Linked DNA regions of Mus musculus: region 1 is linked to region 2. The links are chromatin contacts, called in public HiChIP or PLAC-seq maps. All regions are on one chromosome and are shown on one strand. The core of a region is the stretch at or near the end of the contact, and the rest is flanking DNA. Distances in the headings are between cores, read along the strand shown. Region 1 has its middle 19 kb from the start of Slc23a4. Region 2 overlaps Bpgm (2,3-bisphosphoglycerate mutase).

Region 1 (5,018 bases), core at 2,327-4,826, 510 kb before region 2:
GCCTTAACAAGTGATGAGATGACAGGCAGGTACCAACACACTCAGCAGTAATTAATCTACAGGGTGTTACATGGGAAAATCCTAGCTGCCACACAGAGGGTTATAGTTATGGACTCTGTAGGGCAGCCCACTCCAGTGCCTTCTGGGTGATGCTTCACCCTGGGTGGTTGCCAGAGGGCTGCAGAGCAATGCAGGTCCTAAGCAAGGGAGCCAGGCCCACCAGCACAGAGCACCCCCATCAGTCTGTCCGCTGCTGCGCTGCCTCCCACACTCCATTTTAGCCCACAATAGGCACTTGTGTGTTCCAAGCTGGTCTGTAGCATCATGCCTGGTTTCATGTAGTGCTCAGAATGGAATCCAAGGCTTTTTGTATACTAGGCAAATAGTACATTCCTGACTCAAGGAAGGATCCTAGCCCAAGAAGCATTTATTTAAAAAAAAAAAAAAATTCAGCCGGGCGGTGGTGGCGCATGCCTTTAATCCCAGCACTCCAGAGGCAGAGGCAGGAGGATTTCTGAGTTCGAGGCCAGCCTGGTCTACAAAGTGAGTTCCAGGACAGCCAGGGCTACACAGAGAAACCCTGTCTCGAAAAAACAAACAATCAAAATCCATATCTTGAGTCCGCAAGTGTGTAGTGCCCTATGAGTTGCAGGTGGTTGTGATCTACCTGATGTGGATGCGGAGCAGTGCGCTTGCGTCATCTGGACAAGCAGCAAGCGCTCAGCTTCTGTGTCACCTCACCAGCGCTGGCCTCTGCTGTCTCTCCGTGTTTGTGAGGATCCCATTCTAGTGCAGTTCTAGTGACCGGACCCTGGACAAGACAGTAAGATCTGGGTCACTCACCCCTTCCCACACCCACAACTTCTGACCTGAACTCTGCACTGTCACACACGTGGCCTCTGGTTCACCCGTTGGTCTCCACTTTTCACCAGAGCCTCAGCGTTCCTACAGTTCCTACCCTCCGGTTGTCATTTCTACTGAGTTGAGTCTCAAGGCTGACGTGTCCGCCGCCTGACAGGAGGTCCTCTCGGGTGCACACAGACACTTGACATCCGATTGGTTATTTCCAAACCATCTACACTCACGTTCCCCTACTCCAAACCTAGCCTCTTTCGACTCTTCCCAGTTCCATAAAAACTCCAGTCTTGCACCCTATCAAACATCCCGGAAGACCCCCATAATTCCTCACTCTCCACTCCACCCTCACCCAGTCAGCGCAAACACACCAGCGACCTTCCCTGGCTCCTCAGACGCAATAGTAGAGTCTTCAGATGGCCAGCAAGCTCATTGCCTGTAGCCCCCTTTCTGCATCCATTAACACCACGCTCCTCTCTGCTCTTTCTACCCGGTTCCGGTCTCCCCGCTGCCCCAGAACCTCTGCTCACGCTGCCTCCTCCAAACACTAACACGTGTCAAGTCAGCCTTTTCTGAGTCCCCGTGATGGGGAGTGGTAGCCTCGCCCGCTGCTCCTCCTCCTCCGCAGCGCAGCTTCTTGGACCAGTTCCACTCAGGACCCCTATTTTCATGTAACCCTGGGTATGTAAATATATAATATAAGTATATGAATTAAATGTTTGCTGATAATTATACATTTATTTTAGAACAACTCTTTTATACACATACATACACTGTTTATTAAAAAAACCCATATGTGAATATTGATGAGATCGATGCCTGTTAATTTTTGGCTGAGTATCTGACACTGCAGAATACAGCATCTTCAGTGTTTTTCAGAATTGATTGATATTTCGATTTCATAATTGTCACTGATAAGAAGACCTCCTTGCATAAATATTCAGTACAAAATGGCAGAAGTATGTTTTAGTACATTTCAGAAGTTTTCAGAAATTCTGTCCTAATCCCAAGCCAAATTTCAGTTAACTTTTTTTTGATGAAACTCAGTGTCTCAAGCAGCAAAATTTAAATATTTTAATTTATTTATGTGGGTGTATATGTGTGTGTGCTCATAGGAGCCCACACGCCACACCCCATAAGAGGAGGCCAGAACAGCATGCAAGAGTCAATTCTCACTTTCCACTGTGTGGAGCCTGCTTGGGGATTGAACTCAGGGTGTCAGGTGTGGGGACACCTGCCTTTATGCACTGAGCCATCTTGCCAGGCCTCTCAAGTAGCAACTTTTAAAATCAAACACTCTAACACAATACAATCCAAAGGTCTGGGAACCTGATGCTTGTGTGCTGAGGAGCAATGGTAGGGAAATGCTAATGTCCTTTCCATAGTTAAGCTACTGTGTTTCTGTAAGAGCAGAGAACCCTGTGTGTGCAGTAAACAGCCTTCACTTTTTGAATCTCAGCCAGGCACTTCAGTCAGCATTCAGTGGCTGGCATGATGGCATCAGTGCAAAGTGACATGTTCTACTCTTGGAGCCAAGGGCGATGAACACCAATGGAAATTCCTCTGATTCACAACGATTTTAATTTTGAATTCATTTTTGGGTCCTTTTACTATTGGCAAGTTCATCAGCACCCTCCCATCCAGGTCCACGACTTGAGGCTGCAACCCAGTTCAAGAGCGAGAACTCTAGCCCTCATCTCAGCCGAGAGCGTGCAGTGGTCCTCGCACTTCCTTGATTAATGTCTTTCTCTCCCGCCAGATGGTGAATTCCATGAGGGCAGGGATGTGTGTCGGGTTTGCTGACTTTGGTACACTCACCACCTGGCACGATGCTCAAAACACCACACAGTAGCTGAGCGCTGTAGGATGTGCTGTGTGGTTGATGGGTGGATGGCTGGGAGGGAGGAGGAAGGGGGAAGAGGAAGAAAGAATCATTTAGGTACTTGTCATGCGTGTGGTGTATGTTCACGTGTGTGTGCACTTGTGTCTGGGTGTGAATGTATATGGGTGCGTGCACGTGGAGGCCACAGGTCTGTGTCTGCTTTCTCCAGTGACTCTCCTCTTCAGTCACCGAGGCAGGGTCTTTCACTTGCACCCCAAGCTTGCTGATTTGGCTGTTATAGCTAGCCAACTTGCCTCTCTCCCCATCCCAACTGCTGGGGTTATGGGTGGCTTTCAAGTTCATCCAGAATTTTCATAGGTGCCGGGATCCAAATTCTGATCCTCGCTCCCACCTGCATGGCCAGTGCTCTCACGGAGCCATCTCCTTGTCCCAGGATATTCATTTTAAACAACACTCTCATTTAGATCTCTCTCACCTGCTCATATGGTACTACAGATTGAAGACAATGTTATTTCTCTCCTATCCAGTCCTCAGTAGACTGGGCAGGGGATCCTTTGATAAAGGCCAGGACATATGCCTTGGCTGGGGAACATTCTGTGCTGAGACAGAAAAGTTCCGTGCCAGGCTCCCGGCCCCCAAACCTCCAGCCCTTTCAGTCCAGAGAGCATCCTGGAATGTCAGCACCACAGACAGAGCCCAACCCTCAGTTCTGGAAGGTGGGGTGTGTTCAGGATTCTGGCCAGGCCGGTAGGCTGGCTTATTTCGCCTCTAGGTGGAAGGGCGCTGTTTTTTATTTGTCCGCTGGGTGGCACTGTGGCCTTGTTCTCTATTTCCTGACGCTCTGACCGGTGATAGGTCAGAAGTTTTGTCTCCCCCTATTCGCTCAGCCCCAAACTTGAGAAAGAAAGACTTGGATCAGTCTAGACAATACAGTCATGGGTTGCAGTCTCTGTGTGCCGCAGGGCAGGCAGTAACCCTGTTCGATTTCAGCAGCGCGGTGCGAGTGGAGTGCTTGCTGAAGGATCACACTGCCTGCAGTGCAGTCCCACAAGCCGGACACCTCAGCTCCCATATTGTTTCTGCAGATACCCAAGCTGAGCAGTCAGATGGTAGGAACACTTGTGACGCTCAGTTTCCCTGCCTCCTCCTAGGTCCCTGTACCCAAAAGGCCCAGCACTGACCGTGGGAGTCCATTGTGTCCAGAACAAACAACCTGAAACGCTGCTTCATAGCATCTTCTCCTGGTGCTAGCATGTGGTCCAGAAGATAGAGACAGCCAGGATGTTGGCAGAAGGCTCTGGGTGCTCTGGGGTGAGCATTTATGGAGGGCTCGGGAGTTACTGGGAAATAGACTTCATGAGAAGTCAAGAGGCAACAGCTCCTGTGAAAGCCATGGGTCGCAGCGTGTTCATTGTGGGTGTGGTCACCATTGGTGACTCCACGTGTCAGCACTGTCTTCCTGGAGACAAGCCAGTACTGGGCTGCCTGTTAGCCGGCACCTCTCTCAGCCCCCAAAAGGAAGCCATGGAGCCCAGTGGTCTGCTACTCAAGGAGCTGAAAGGAGGCAGGCTGGGTTCTTCAGCTCAGGGTCACTACCAACTCAAGAAGCAGTGTCCAAAAGAGGGTAACCTTCCCATACTGCAGGACCCATACCGAGCAGGACGCTCAGCGAGCTTCTACTGCACAACACCCAAGCAGGCTCACTGACCCTGAGGTATGAAAGAGGGACAGGAACCCCGATGGGGACATGCAGTGAAAAGGGAGCCCTAGACTCCCGGGAATTCTCCAGCACAGCTCACATGTGCTGTAACGCTGCGACACTGAGACAATGCTGCTTTTATATAGAAATGCTTTCAAATGAGAAGGTTAAAATAGCAAGAAATCAGGGTTAAGGTCTGAGTGGATGTCTCCTGGTATAGTGCATACATGACCTTAGTCCCTCCCAGGCGTGATCCGGAACCTCGCACACAGGACCGGTAGCTTCCTATGAGCTAGACTTTTATGGTAATCCTGTCAGGTGCTCTAGAAAACTTTTAGAGAGATTCTCCACTTACCATCTATGCCTATGCACAATTGAGAGAGAGAGAGAGAGAGAGAGAGAGAGAGAGAGAGAGAGAGAGAATCATGCATTATGGGAAAGGACACACTTTCGAAAGTAAACGTATTAGCAAGCTACCCATCTATCAATCCACCAATCAAAATAGAGAACTGTGTTATATCCCTTAGCAACCAAGCTCCTCTTCCTCCTCCTCTTCCTTCTCTTGAGTCCCATACAAGGAAGCCCTGACAGTAATCAGGGCCCTGAGTGTGCCCTGTCCTA
Region 2 (4,921 bases), core at 2,317-4,816:
ACCTTGACTGTGTAACTGAGGTTAGGAAGACTCGGCCGCTGTGTGTGTTGGGGGTGGCAGTGCAGGGGGGCACTCCCTGCCTGAGACCCAGGACTATATGAAACGGAGAACACACACCGGTACAGATGCATCGACTCGCTGCTCTCTGCCCTTGACTGTGGATGTGAAGTGGCTGCTGCTTCACATTCCTGCTGCCTTGATTTGCTTCAAGTGATGAACTGTAATCTGGAATCCTGAACTAAATAAACCCTTTCTCCTTCAATTTGCTTTTATCTAAGCATTTTATCACATCATTGAAGAGGAAACGAAGATAGGCATGGGGACAAATTCTATAAGAAAAAACACTTCTCAATCAGTCTTGGTTACAAATTATATCAAGGGAACCAAACAAGTATCGATGGTGTTAGCAGTACTCAGCCATCTACCACCAAGCCTCAGTACTCAGACACCTACCACCAAGATCCAGTACTCAGAACCCTACCACCAAGCTTCCTGTCTTTATCTGCTACAACTTGCTTCCATGTTTTTGGAAACAAAACAAAACAATTCTGACTTTCTTTTTACTGAAAATACACGTAGTATAGCAGAACAGTATTACAGCCCCAAACCTATGCAAATACACTTTTCCCTTACAGGAGGTGAACACAGGACACGGTACTAAACTAGAGCATCCATATCAGGTAAAATAAACTTCCTACTCTCTTATTTGGTACAACTAATTGCCTATTTAACCAGCTGGCGAACATGTGCAAAGGCACTGTTGAGTTTGTTAGCTTTAAGACCCCTCTTAGCATCTGTTGAAGCTGGCCTATCACATGTTTAGCAACAGATATGAGATGCTGGTCAGTTTGACAAGTTCAAGGCTGGGGCTGCAAACAAACTGATGTGTGCAGGAGAGACTGCTGGACCACAGGCAGGGCAGGAGTGCTGACTTCTGAGGACTGTGTGAGTATTGGAGGCAACTCTTAGGAAGAGATGGCGCTTTTCTGTAACCTGTGTCCTTTCTTCCTCAGCACAAGGCAGTGTGTGTGTGTGTGTGTGTGTGTGTGTGTGTGTGTGCGCGTGCGTGTCTACACAGCCATTTCAGAAAGTGTACTGAAACACAGGACTACGGAGGGAAGCTTAGCTTGTCACTGCTGCAGATGAGCCTCGCCAGGCCAAACAGGCACTGCAGCCTATGGGAAAGCTACCTTTGTAACTGAGACCATGTTCCTTTCCTCCAAAATCCTAACCCAGTCCCTTAAAACCCCTACCAGGCTTCATTTTCGCTCCATTCTGTTTGGGAAAAGCCACCACCCTGCAGCTGGTTCTTGTGGCTGCTGTTTTTAATCTCTCAGCAAGTTACGGACACCAAAGTTAGGCACTGATTTTTCAATCAGTAGTTTACGATCAAAAAAAGTCTGCATAGGTGATTGGATTATTATTTCCTAGAGTTTCTTCCTTTCACTGTTTATTTAATGAGTTTATTTAACGTGTTCTGCCTGAATGTCTGCCTCTGCACCACATGCAGTATGCCTGGTGCCCACAGAGACCAGAAGAGGGCGTCAGATCCCCAGGTCTGGAGTTAGACACAGCTGTGGGCTGCCATGTGGATGCTGGGAACTGATCCCAGGTCCTCTGGAAGAGCAGCCAGAGCTCTTAATTGCTTAGCCATCTCTCCAGCTGCAGCTTCTTACTTTTAAGAGTATGGTCTGCCTGAAGAAACGTTTTCTAAACCAACATAGTTCTACCCGACTCTAGCTTGTCTTGCCTTTCCTTTCTCTCCACTGTTTTCCCTTCTTTCCAGACATTTCCTTATTGTCATCTAAGGGTAGCTGTGTGTATGACATAGGTGTGATGTAATTTTTATTTTCCTGTAGCAATTGTTCTCTTTGAGGCTTACTGCCTCAGTCTGCTAACTGAGTCCTAGTCCTGGAAGCTTCTAGACTTCGTACAGTCTTATCTAGGCCTAGAATGATTTCAGCCTCTGAGTCTTGCTGAATAAGCTCGCCCTTTCTACTTCTGAACTCTGGCAGGCTGATTCAACTCAGCTGTTCTGGCTCAAGCTCTGCTCCAAGCTGACTGACTCAATATGGCTTTTCTCTCTCAGCCTCTGCTTGGCCTCAAACTCACTCTAGCCATCTGTTCTGATCTTCTGGCTCCTTCTCATTCTCTGGCTCGTTCTGTCTTCATGTGTCTAGCTTGTTCTCTTCAACCTGTCTCTGTGCAACTGTCTCAGGAAACCTGCCTCCTTCCCCTCTCCCTCTCTCTCTGCACTGCTCTTAAGCAGCTCCTCTTCCTCTCTCGTGTGGAAGTTGGGCGTGTCCTAGCTCTGACTCATTCTGTCAAATCTTCCTCTAATCCATCACTTTGCCTGCCCCTCAGTTAGAACTCACTTCCAAACTAGAGTGTTTCCTTCTACAAATAAACCTTACCTTTATTGTTTGGGATTAAAGGTGTATACTAAAGGCATGTCTGTATTCCACCCAGAGGGATTAAAGGTGTGTGCCAAGGGCTGAGTCACACCACAACTAGAAACAGTTGGGTTTTGGGTTTGTTTTTTTCTAGTAAATAACACAATCTCAAAGTTCACAGTGTAATCAAATATCCTACAACACATGTGTGCATGCTTTATATATGTGTACATGTGTGTGTGTGTGTGTGTGTGTGTGTGTGTGTGTGTATACACAGGTCAGAGGCTACTGTCCAAGTGTTTTCCTCTATTGCTTTTACATCATCATCATCATGAGACATGACTCCATATTAAACCTGGATCTTACAGATTGAACAAGACTAGCTGTCCAGGAAGCCTCAGGGATTCCCCCGTCTCAGCATCTCCAGTGCTAGGATAATAGGCATGCACCACCAAGCCTAGCTTGGATGGATGGATGGATGGATGGATGGATGGAGGGACGGACAGATGGATGGACGGATATGCTGGGAATCCAAGCTCAGGTTTTCACATTTGCACAGGACTGTGCCATCCCCTAGTCCTAGACGTTGTTTTCTTCATCCTCTGACTATGAAGGTATCTACAAATGTGTGCCTTGCCTACCTACTCTACTGAAGTGATTTCTCAAAAGACCATGATTACTCACGCCTATGTGGAGACCATCTTCTCTCAGGGCACCTCAGTCTGCTGCTCAGACTATGAGTTCAGTCCTGCATTTCCTCCAGCTTTCCTTCTTTTACACTCTGGTCTTGGATCCCACCCCAGCTATCGGTGGTGGTGGTGGTGGTCTTAACCACAGCAGTTTATTCAGAGTGCATGTTCAAACTCTCAACTACTATCCATGGGGTACCTCCCATTGTGCCCACTTTACAGATGCAGAACTGAAAGGAGTAACCTGCCTAAATTAGCACAGGTTGTAGGTGGCAGAAGTACAAGTCAGTCTCAGTTGTCCCCAAGGAAACACCCATGCCCTGAACCACTCTGCTGCACTGCCACACTGGAACCCCAGGCTCTGGCCTCAAACCTCGAAACCTCATTTTTTTTTCTCACTCCTTTCAACACGTTAAAGGGAATGATTCACATTCTGCAAGCCAAGCCCTCACCAGCCTTCCCAGCACAGTCGATTGATTCACTTTTCCAAACGTGCAGCGATGCCACTTGGGCCCAGCACAATGGTCAGCCTGTGAGGAAAACAGGCTCCAGCCTGGACTGTGCCTTCAGAGCGGCAGTGAGGAAGGCTGACTGTGTGCACTTGCCACTGTGTCACTAACAAGGAAAAGTAAGTCACACTGGCAGAGGTTCTTTATTCTTAAAAAAAGAGGAAGAGGAAAGAGAAAGCATCTCTCCCTCCATGGACACAGCATTACAGAGGGTGGATTTGGAAAGATATTTAAATTTAAGTTGATTAAAAGAGAAGTGGAGTTCTGGCCTAAGGTAACAATCAGGAACAGGTGCAGAGAGAACAGGAGGCCCATTCAAAATGGCGAGAACTAGAAGTAGCTGACTATTCCCTCTGATTTGCCTAAAACACTATTGCTTTATGCTTTTTTTTCCTTCCCCAACATAATTATTACTAAGGCCCCTTTCACACCTAGGTGTCCCATTTGGAAAATTATATGGTCACTCTGTCATAGGGTATAATCAGGAAGTAGGCGGAGACGAGGCTAGAAAGATAAAACTGAATAGAGGCTCAAGGAGGACCTTGTGCCAAAGAATGCCGACTCTTATGTAAACACTGAGACCTCATTAGAGGTTTAATGGCACACATTTGAGGGCCAGGAAGCATTCACGCTCACAGAGAAGTCTAAATATTAGCTGTGGGGGGTTTTGCAGGAAACCCTGGTGACATACAGTGACAACCTGGGCCAAGAAGACAGCTGCTGGAAAGGAATAAAGATAAGTGAGAAAGAAACTGTAGTTTGTTTAAGATGCTGGCAATATTCCCTGTAAAAATCTAAGCAGTCAATTTTTTTTTAGCTTTGCAGACTATATGATCTCTGTCATAATATGTACAGTTGTACAATTTTGTCTCTGTAGCTGCAAGTATCTGTACGCAACACGTGAGTAAATGTGATATAATTTGATGGTGGCATCAAAATTAGAATCTCATATCATTTTCACATGATCTATTGTTATCAGTAGGCTAATTTCAACAATTTAAAATGAAAAAAATCCATTTATATCTTGTGGAATTTATATATATATATATATATATATATATCCAGAAGGCTCTGGTGTGCAAATCCCTGCTTAGCTAGACCCCATACATGGATGTGCTCCCAACATTATAAAATAGCCAGCTTATAAGTGAGACCTTGTCTCAAGGAAATGAAACAAAACAAAACAAACAAGCCAAACCACCAGTTTGTACCCTTAGCCAGAAAGAACTGCAAAGTGCCCTGGGGAATGGAATCCCATTCAGAGTTGTTTTATTCCTCACATAAGTCAGCATTGAGCACACTGAAGTCAGAGTACCCAGTCTGTGCTTAA

Evidence for each region. HiChIP or PLAC-seq counts read pairs in DNA pulled down with a chosen protein or histone mark.
Region 1: a contact with region 2 is called in an H3K4me3 HiChIP or PLAC-seq map of bone marrow-derived macrophages, with 4 times the contacts expected there. The contact joins two enhancer-like sites. A contact is called at or near these places in 14 of 39 promoter capture datasets (the 3T3-L1 cell line, 3T3-L1-derived adipocytes, the HPC-7 cell line and 9 more), 1 of 15 datasets of contacts at CTCF or cohesin (embryonic stem cells), 3 of 484 Hi-C or Micro-C datasets (3T3-L1-derived adipocytes, embryonic stem cells and pre-B cells), 2 of 115 datasets of contacts at active chromatin or transcription factors (astrocytes and bone marrow-derived macrophages) and 2 of 9 other capture datasets (adipose tissue and liver).

What each region holds. Positions count from the first base shown.
Region 1 is chr6:34,994,014-34,999,031 of GRCm38.p6, reverse strand. No RefSeq gene overlaps it. Among named protein-coding and RNA genes, the nearest start is that of Slc23a4, 19 kb to the right of the region's middle. Within about 2 kb of position 3,576, at least 85 of the 459 cell types and tissues checked have an H3K27ac peak or open chromatin away from gene starts, as enhancers often do. A contact at or near this core is called in bone marrow-derived macrophages, where this site is marked.
Region 2 is chr6:34,480,221-34,485,141 of GRCm38.p6, reverse strand. The region is part of intron 1 of Bpgm (2,3-bisphosphoglycerate mutase); the gene reads right to left. Among named protein-coding and RNA genes, the nearest start is that of Bpgm, 6.3 kb to the right of the region's middle. Within about 2 kb of position 3,566, at least 55 of the 459 cell types and tissues checked have an H3K27ac peak or open chromatin away from gene starts, as enhancers often do. A contact at or near this core is called in bone marrow-derived macrophages, where this site is marked.